3 separate regions of the Mus musculus genome follow, and regions 1 and 3 are each linked to region 2. The links are chromatin contacts, called in public Hi-C maps. All regions are on one chromosome and are shown on one strand. Each heading gives the region's core, a stretch centred on a gene start, on an enhancer-like site or on the middle of the called end of the contact. The rest is flanking DNA. Distances are from core to core; before and after follow the strand shown.

What was found. A called contact is a pair of places that touch in the nucleus more often than the background predicts.
Region 1: a Hi-C map of Th1 cells shows a contact between it and region 2, with 2.1 times the contacts expected there. The contact joins the enhancer-like site here to the promoter of A930019D19Rik in region 2. A contact is called at or near these places in 6 of 39 promoter capture datasets (the 3T3-L1 cell line, the C10 cell line, embryonic stem cells and 2 more), 9 of 484 Hi-C or Micro-C datasets (the CH12 cell line, Th1 cells, cerebellum and 5 more) and 2 of 9 other capture datasets (adipose tissue and liver).
Region 3: a Hi-C map of rod photoreceptor shows a contact between it and region 2, with 4 times the contacts expected there. The contact joins the enhancer-like site here to the promoter of A930019D19Rik in region 2. A contact is called at or near these places in 10 of 39 promoter capture datasets (the 3T3-L1 cell line, the C10 cell line, the HPC-7 cell line and 6 more), 3 of 15 datasets of contacts at CTCF or cohesin (large pre-B cells, pro-B cells and stem cell-derived epiblast-like cells), 4 of 484 Hi-C or Micro-C datasets (the N1E-115 cell line, cerebellum, pre-B cells and 1 more), 1 of 115 datasets of contacts at active chromatin or transcription factors (neural progenitor cells) and 3 of 9 other capture datasets (adipose tissue, liver and pancreatic islet).

What each region holds. Positions count from the first base shown.
Region 1 is chr2:146,422,563-146,425,378 of GRCm38.p6, forward strand. It overlaps Ralgapa2 (Ral GTPase activating protein, alpha subunit 2 (catalytic)), which reads right to left. Exons shown (of 41, transcript NM_001033348.3): 15 at 2,055-2,292. Among named protein-coding and RNA genes, the nearest start is that of Ralgapa2, 88 kb to the right of the region's middle. Within about 2 kb of position 1,334, at least 24 of the 459 cell types and tissues checked have an H3K27ac peak or open chromatin away from gene starts, as enhancers often do. A contact at or near this core is called in Th1 cells, where this site is marked.
Region 2 is chr2:146,257,454-146,260,685 of GRCm38.p6, forward strand. It overlaps A930019D19Rik (RIKEN cDNA A930019D19 gene), which reads left to right and starts at 1,833. Exons shown (of 4, transcript NR_040619.1): 1 at 1,833-1,940. Ralgapa2 (Ral GTPase activating protein, alpha subunit 2 (catalytic)) reads right to left here. Exons shown (of 41, transcript NM_001033348.3): 39 at 2,913-3,034.
Region 3 is chr2:146,043,986-146,047,106 of GRCm38.p6, forward strand. It overlaps Cfap61 (cilia and flagella associated protein 61), which reads left to right. Exons shown (of 27, transcript NM_001369121.1): 17 at 1,428-1,562. Among named protein-coding and RNA genes, the nearest start is that of Gm34629, 54 kb to the right of the region's middle. Within about 2 kb of position 1,651, at least 34 of the 459 cell types and tissues checked have an H3K27ac peak or open chromatin away from gene starts, as enhancers often do. A contact at or near this core is called in cerebellum, pancreatic islet and rod photoreceptor, where this site is marked.

The DNA of each region.
Region 1 (2,816 bases), core at 84-2,583, 160 kb after region 2:
ACTAAGGTAACATAAATTAAGATGTTTATCATGGTCATTATTTAAATAATTTGCTCCTATCTCTCTGGAAAACAGCACTTTTGAAGTTGTTTACTTTCCATTGCTAATTTATAACTTCATAGGACTGTGTTTATACACTAGGTAGGAAAAAAGTACTTCAGGATACAGTGTGTCCCACACATGTAGAGATGTTCCTGTGAGTGATTGTGTGTGTGTGTGTGTGTGTGTATTTAAACACCTTCAGGATGTAGGAAACACACTTATTTTGAAAAAGTAAGTGGTACTTTGTGTCTCAGTTCTTCCCCTTCAGCAGAGAAAACTCTCCTCTAGACTGAGAAGCAGTGTCTTAGGTAGCCAGTCTCCTGCAGATAGTATCGTGATACTTCCAGGGCCTAGTTCACATGGAAACCTCAGACATGCAAGAGAGAACCAGAAGAGAATAGGATTTCTAGTCTAGTATGTATTTCTAAAAACAATTCTGTTTAGCTTCAACTATGGAGAAAAAGTGACCTGTTGCTAAAGCTATGTTAAAACATTACTGTGCCGTGTCATTAAAATCTAAACTGGAATTAAGCCATTCTACTAGAAAGCTATGAACATAAGCTACTTTGCTTTGGCTTGCTGCTTGCTTTTACTAACTGGAGCTTTGGCAAGCCATTCTCAGCCTGCAATGAATACATGATAAGCCAGTCCTTAGCTCATTTATATGGTTAGCTCGTCACTAGAACTAGTTCACATCTCTCTGTATCCACATCCTTTGTTCTCACAGTGACTCTGGACTTCATTACGTGACTTACTTTGGTAGTAAGACTGAAGATGTGAGGCCTTAAAATTTTACTTCTATAACATTATATTAACAACCATGTGCCAACGTGCTGAATTATGAAACGTGTGTGTAGCCCAGTCACACTCACTGCCCTGGCTGACAGCCAGTCAGTTCCTAGAATCAGAGCACTCTAAGTGGCCACACAGCACAAAGAAAATCAAATGAAAATGAGAATTAGCAGTGGCAGAGTGTGCAACCCACATTATCAACTCATAAAATCATGGTCTAAATAAAAGAATGGTTAAGCTACTATGTTTTAAGGTGATTTGTCACATAGCAAAAGCCAACTGATACAGTCTACAAAAGGTTACTATTACTAAAACATAATCTATTATCAAACATATGTAACTTGGCAAAGCTTTGAAGAAAAGAGGCCTTCAAGGTCTCAGAACCAAGTGAAATTACTTATCACCCACAGAAATGTCTGTATTCTGTGACTCTCTTTGCTATAACCCTGAGAAGGTGCCTCTCTATTTCCCCAGGAAGCCCACGAGCCTCCCAGGCATTCTGCTGTTTAACCACACCTATAGCCACTTCCTACTCGGTCCAGTTTGTTTCTGCATTTGCTATGTACTATATGCATTTGAACGAACACATTTGAGTCTTTACAATATAAGTGAATAGACAAGTTAACTCAAGTGCCACAGTCCTTAGGAACTGTAACAGTGACAAGAGGGTGCCACTGTCATCTCCAACAGAGACTCCCATTATTTCACAACTCAAAACTACCACTTTTACTTCCTCAGGTCTTAAAACAGTTTGACCTAAAAACACAATAAAGCCAAAATGGCTCCCATCTCAAGCACTTGGAATTTTTCCACACGTTCTAGGCAGCATGTATCTTAGCAGTGTAGTATTTGGGCTGGACTTGCCTGGCTTTGATGTCTGTCTTTATCACTTCTTTCCTAAGCCACCCTGACTCACTGAATCACTATAAGGTCTTTGTATTTTTCATTTTCTGTCTATGACACAGCTGTAACTAAAAGAGCTACCATAAGGGTGAAGACCATGTAGAAAGCACTGGTCACTGTTACTCCTCTCAGTACTTTTCTCTGTTGTCTTCCACAGTCTCTTTAGTTATCAGTCAAGGGGACAAAGTAATAGACACAATCTAACAGCAGCATTGAAAAAAACACGAGGCAGCTGGTTCAGCTCGTTATGAACTACTACGCACTAAAAGCTTAGGTCCACACATGAGCACTCTCTCACCCGGTACCTCTGCTCTTACCTTTGCCACGCTGCTTCTTCTCCTTTTGTTCACTTAACTTATCTAGAGGTAGGTTTGTCATTTCAACTCCATACACAGTTCTGGCAAGCACGGCTGTCAAGGAATCCATGATGTTAGACCATTCAGTGATGAGTTCCTCCCATTCCGTAAGGGATGACAGCACCCTGAGAAAGTCATCCCAGAGCTCCCGAGAAATGTACACACAGAGGTTTGCTCGGATCCAAGCCACAATAAGTGTCTGAAACCAAACAAATTTATGATTTTTAACAAACAAAAAATTAAAATAACACCCTCTTCATTACTTTGGACCACCTGTATCTAGGATTTGAATTATGGTAACAAGTTATCTGAGGAAATATTATTCTAAAGTCCATGGCTAACACTGCTGTTGTCAGTAAGAAGACAAAACATCTCTGTCCAGCTATCTCAAACACCTTCCTGCATGTGTTGTCTAAGCCCCCATGTGCTGCAAGACTTTGAGCAGCTGAGACTGCTGCAGAATTCAAAGACAACTCACTGAATGAGACTGCCTTCACCGTCAGCCAGGAGACCTTCAGTCTAGCAGCACGTACCCAGCTTCAGCGCCTTCTGAGAGGCACGCCTACTCCTGCTCCAGGTTTCTTCCCAGAACCTTGTGCTTCAGACCGACATTCTCCAATTCGTCCTCACCTTAAAAACCCACATGCTCTCCTGGAAGTAGACTCTCTTCTGCTTATGGCCCTTTCCCTCCACTGTCACAGTCAAATTTTTCCACTCCATCAT
Region 2 (3,232 bases), core at 583-3,082:
TATTACTTGCCAATATGGGAAGGGATCAAATTGCAAACTGCAGGCAGGGCTAGGTAAAAAAGCTATCCAAATACCTTTCATACAGAGTATTATTAATTCTAACAATAGATGCAACAGATACCAAGGGCTGCTTTAAAATAGCATTTCTGGTTGGGAGATGAATTCTCCTTTTAAAGGAGTTGACAGAAGATGAACTCTTATATTTGAGTCCCATGTCCCTATTCAGAGCTCATGGTGTACCTTGGATAGAAGTACACTCACTCATTTGGGTGCTCTGGCTCCTAGGCCTCTGTGGTCAGGGAGTGTGGCAGGCACAGGCTTTTCCCATCAACAGAGTCTATGGTCAAGCTCAGCTGCACATCTCTCTACAGTGGGGCTGTGCTGCTCTCTGGCTGTGCTGTATTATACAGTGCAGTACCTTCCTTAAAGACTGTATCCTAGGGAAGCCTGTCATATGTATGTAAAGCGCTTGGGCGCCCACGTCCCTGCTTTGATGATGTAAATGGCCACAGACAGTTTGACTGGACCCTGTGTGTAAGAAGTTCAGGGTCCATTTTTCCAGGTGGTCTGGAAGAACAGACTTCACCTCAGTCTCTGAGTGTAAGTTGGCTGGGCTGGGCTCATCTGGTTTTGACTGTGTTTGTCCTAAGAAAATAAAAAAACCACTATGAATAAGTGAAAAGTCTTTTCCTCTGTGAAAATAGGGGTGAAGCTGCACATACACCAGGAAGAATACAGCTCTGAGAGGTGCCCCTGCACAGATGAGGCTGTGAACCCCATTCTCACTGCACTGCCCTCACACTGCAGTTCAAATAGATTGCATTTCTATCTCTTTCCTTATCACTGTGAAGGGCAAGCAGAAGTTGTGAACATGACGGGATGCGGTGCTGATGTTGATCTGAAGGATAAAATCCATTTGCTTTGGTGTTCTATATTTGGTTTCTTGCCCCATATATAAAAGTTCTAATGTCTGTCCTGACAAGCTGTTGGAATTTTTACTAAATAATTAAAGAAAAAAAAAACAGGACATTCTCTAAAACAAAACAAAACAAAAAACAAAAAAACAAAATCTACCCTTCTCCAAAGTGGTCACACAAATCAAAATGCTCCTACAGTCCTAAGAACTGAATTGGTTGAACTTTATTTATACAGAGGCTAAAATATACATAGAAAATAACAGCCATCATTATTTCAATAACATTGATCATCATCAACTTTAAAAATAAAAAGTTAGGAAATATAAACATTTATCATTTCATTTTTTTCTTTTATTTTTAAGAAATGAAATGTTTTCTTAGAAGTTAAAAAAAAAAAAAAACAACAAAAACAAAACCAAAAACAAAAAAAAACAAAAAAAAAAAAAACCAAGAAACAAACCCAAAACCAAAGCCTCTGCTGAGAAACGCCGAGTCCCAGCGTCTCCAAAGGATGGGAAGAGACTGAATGGAGCTGGAAAGCATTAGCTTGCTGTGGATTCCTCCTGTTCTTTCACTGAAAAATTAGACACAATTTTAAACCGCTAGCCAGACTGGGTATGAAATCTTCATTTCCCTTGAAACAGATTTTTTTCTTGTCTTAGATAGAATGCTGGCAGAGCGTATAAAAGAATTCAATTCACAGCTGTTCTACTTTTTTTAATGTAAGAAACATTAATCAAAGCTTTAAGTTATAAGCTTTTCTCATGTTGCTCAGTATCCCAGTTCAACAAAGATCAATAGAGGCCATCCCTGTGTTTCTCTCGCCTCACCAGGAAGCAGAGGCGTGATTATGTAAATGGAGCTCTGCACCTCTGCCAGCTTGCTTATCTCCCAAGCCTTCTGCCTGCTGCTCCTGGCTTCCCAAGCAAGTGCCTGCCTCTCTCTCTTATCTCCCAACAAAGCTCCAAGAGGCACGGCCTGAAGCCAGCGATGTTAAACAATGACGCATGGCTGATTTTATTTGTAAGTGATTTATTTCACTGAATTTAATTTTTTTCACTTTGTGTGTAAGATATTTGTTAACAAGTCAGCACAGGAGAAGCAAGCCTGGTTCAGAAGCAATTAACACAGGCTAGAAATCTATTAAGCATCCTTATAGCTATGCTGAAACCAGGGAAGGTGAGGGAAGCCCCTCATTGAGATTTTCAACATGCTGTACACTAAATATTCCACTTACTGTCTGACAGGCAATTAATCTGTAACAGCACATGAAAATAATTTACCAGTAATAATTTTATTCTTTAAAAAAACCTGTAATAATCATACCAACAATTTAAGTGGCAGGACATACTTTTTTCAAATTGATAGTATTATATAGAAATAGTATGTATCTAAAAATAAGGGAATCCATGGAAAATTCCACTGACCTACTAAATGAAAGCCATTATAATTTACTTTCTAAAGGCTCCACACCAGGTGCTGCTGTGGTCAGTGGCTTGTCCACATGACACTGGTGTACGAGGCCCTCTGTAATGACAGGCCTGGGGACACTGTCCTTCCCTGTCTCTGGCAGTAATCCCTGACCCTGGTATCTCAGCAGCATAATCCCCATTTAGCATTAGAGCGACGGCTTCAACTGTGAGGAACTCTTTTCTGATAAGTATGCAGTGATTTGGGCATCGCTTTTAAACACCATATTCCCAGCTCAGCAAGAAACTCACACTCCTGAATGAACCGGAGCACATTATTGAGAAAAAGTTCATTAACCTTGCTAGATTCGAGGGTTAACAGGATAGCAGAAGAAAGGAACACAGCGAACAGCTCGGATACAAAACAAATTAAAATGAATGTCATCATTCCTTTTGAAATTCATTAGTTGATTCAGAGGGGGAACGTTCTTCTTAAATTTGCAAGCATTTATCTGTGAAAAACAGGTGTACATCTGCTACTCAATACGTCTTAAGCGGGAGGGAGGAGAATCATGTAGACACTCACCCGTTCCACTGACAGAGTAGCTGGGAGAGGGAGAAAAGACTTGAGCAGCGAAATCCTCAAATGTCATGACTTCCCGGTGGTTTTGAATTATTGCTTCCAGATACAGAGCTCGCTCTTCGTAGCTTCGGTAATTAGTTAAGGAGACAAACACACGTGCAATTTTGCATGCAGAGCAGTGGGTGATTTGTTTTAAATGCAGTTACTCAGCTTTCCCGTTCTAATGCTCATCACTTACCCTTGGAAACTCTTCAGCATTTTGCCAGAAAATTAAATATTTGTCACATATAATAGTGAGATGCTAGTTCTTAAAACCTAGGTTT
Region 3 (3,121 bases), core at 401-2,900, 210 kb before region 2:
CTCATGCTCATTGTAAAACAAGAGTAAGAAGCTGTCCCAAGTCATTTGAGTCAGAATTATCAAATTCTGCTCCAAGTCTTCTAGCAGTAAAATTGATCTGCCTATATCTCACTGCAGTGTGGGCCTCTCCTAATCTCATGAGAGGACCTGCATCAGGACATAGACCAGAAGTTCTCAGCCCGTGGCTTGTGACCCCCCCTGGGGCTCAAATATCAGATATCCTGCATATCACATGTTTACATTTATGAGCCATAACAGTAGCAAAATTACAGTTATGAGGTAGCAATGAGATAACTTTATGGTTGGGGGTCTCCACAACACGAGGAACTGTATTAAAGGGTCACTGCATTAGGAAGGCTGAGAAGCACCGGCATAGACAATCACAGATATAATATATATTATATATACATACACACACAGCACCCTGGGCAGGGTTTCCTGGGTAATGCTGCTCAGTAACATGTGAAGTCAGGGTATGATGTGCAGTGGTTAAAGATTCTAGAAAGCATTTCTAGAAGCTCGTAAAATATGTTCGTGGCTACTTATAAAACAGTACATGAATCGTCTGCAAAGCATTATATTTATTAAAATACAGCTAATGTTCTGCTAGACTTCTTTGCTCTCTGACTCTAATTCAACAAATAGATACATCATTGCCAGTTTCGCTTTTCACAGTTTTACCCTTGAGGCTGAAATGATTTCTTGGCCCTGAGGTGTTATTATTATTATTTCCAAGATTTCATAAATGTCAGCCACCATTCTCTGTCAAGTTTTAAAAACTAGATTAAATGACTACTTAAAGCATTATTATACAAATTATGTATTATCTATTTCAACAAGCATAAATGCAGTTCACGGTTCAGTCGTTCTACAAATCAAAATCATTCGCTCCTCCTCTCCTGTTCCCCACATCCCAGTTCTTTCACGAGACCCTCATTTTATTTTTTAAAAAAAAGCCCAAGTAAAGTTACTGGAGCGCCTTCACATCTGGGCGAGGTTGCCCCCTGGATGGCATTTTCATCTCTGTGTGTCAAAGCGTCTTGTGCCAAACACACAAAGGTTAACAGGACTCAGATAACACAGCTTAATGGGGTCAGATCAAGCTGATTCATGATCACTGTGGAGAGGGATAGTCTCCTGGGGGAAATACTTGTACTGAAAAATCCCATAAACCAAACCACTTGTTTATCTGTCATTCCCACAGAGATAGTAAAGTAATTACCCTCATAATTATCTTCATTAGTGTGAGGCATTATCTGCAATTCATTCCTCTGCTCGAAGAGTATGTTTGTTTATTTGCTGATTTTTTTCCCCTCCCCTCTCTGACTTGGCCGAGTTAAGAGTTTTGTATTTGTCGAGCAGCACGAAGACATCTGCGCTGTGCCTCTGACATTCTCTCCCCTAAAATAGAGATGGTTGTCTTTCAGCTCCAGAGCTCTTACTCCCACTCCCTGACATCTGCCCTTCATTACTTGGTTCCCGTGCGACCACGACGACAGATTGTCTATCCTCTGGAAAAGCTTGGCATAAACGCTCCATCAAAGGAGGTCTCCAAGGATCAGGTGGGTAGCAGGGCGGCAGGCAGGGAGGCACGGTGCCAGCTCCCGCGGGCTTGGCAGATGGGGTGGCAGCCCTGTCTTCACCAAGCAGGCTGCTTCTTAATTACAGGGAACCTGGCGCTCATACCCTTACAGGCGGCGCCCTGCAAGGGCTCCCTGCAGCCTTGCCCTCGAGTGCTTATTTCATAGAAAGCCTAAAACAGTAGCCACATCCTCCTTCAGAGGATACAGCAGGGGCACCTCGTGTGTTGTTGCTGGTTCCTGGACAAATGAGTGACCTAGAGCCGTGCGCACCCCAGCATAGTTTTATCTTCCTTCCCCATCCTCAAAAGAAGAATCCTCTTTTCAATTGATCGTTCGCTTTAAGTCAGTCAGTGGTCTTTTTGCTGTTAGGACAAAGTTGACAGAGAAATGCCATGTTGGAGTTGTTGGGTGTTAAGCTGAGGATAAGCTGTTTGTTTGTTTTAAACATGCACACGTAAAAGTGGGAAGTCAAAATGAGCCTTGTTCATTTTACCTACCTCGAGGTAGAAAATAACCCTGGGACGCCATTGAGACCAGACAAGAAAAGGGTTGGAACCCGAGTGTAAATGTTTGTGAATGTGAAAGGCAAAGCCATGCTTTGATTGTAATTTAAGTGGACAGCATAACTGTGTGAACTTGACCAACATGTAGGCTTCCAATGTTCTGGGTACTTTGAGTTGAAGTTATTATAAAAACAAAATATTGTAGTGGCTAAGATTTGCTCTTCCTGAAAGCTAAAAGAGGAACATGAACGTGTGAGCGTTTAAAACATCGAGCTGAGGAGTTGCCCCTCAGAGATGAGGGGCCGCCTCAGCCTCCGCACAGAGGGAGGGTGCAGACACCTTGCTCCCAGCTCAGCCTTACAGGGGCAGGGATGGAGCAGACCCAGCCAAGAGGCCTCCTCTTCAAGTCTGGCCTGATCCTTATATTGGTAAAATTACAAAATTTATCCTTATCCCCTAACAATTACAAATTGTTGCTCATTGAAAATGAACAGCAAGTTGTTTGTTTTAACTTTTTTATTATCAAAAGTGACAAGCAGATTCAATTATTATAGAAGATAGTTTCCTACCCACCTCCCCAGCTCCCCATGAGTGAGAGACCTTTCCCTTATAGCTTTTTTTTAAATGTTCAATCTTTCCTAGTTTTTTAAAATTATTTATTTATTTATTATATGTAAGTACACTGTAGCTGTCTTCAGACACACCAGAAGAGGGCGTCAGATCTTGTTACAGATGGCTGTGAGCCACCATGTGGTTGCTGGGATTTGAACTCTGGACCTTCGGAAGAACAGTCAGGTGCTCTTACCCACTGAGCCATCTCACCAGCCCCCTCTTTCCTAGTTTTAACAACATTAATTCCTGGGGGAAAAAATGAGATTTAAAAAGCATAGACAGACAAAATCCAAGTTCAGTTATGCTACTGTTAGATTTTTGCGGACATAGAATCAGTCTTTCCAGTTGCTACAGAAGCTTCCATGTGCTTAGGTCTTCATAGATCAATTTAGTTTACACTTGGCTTCTTACTCCAAACCTCCC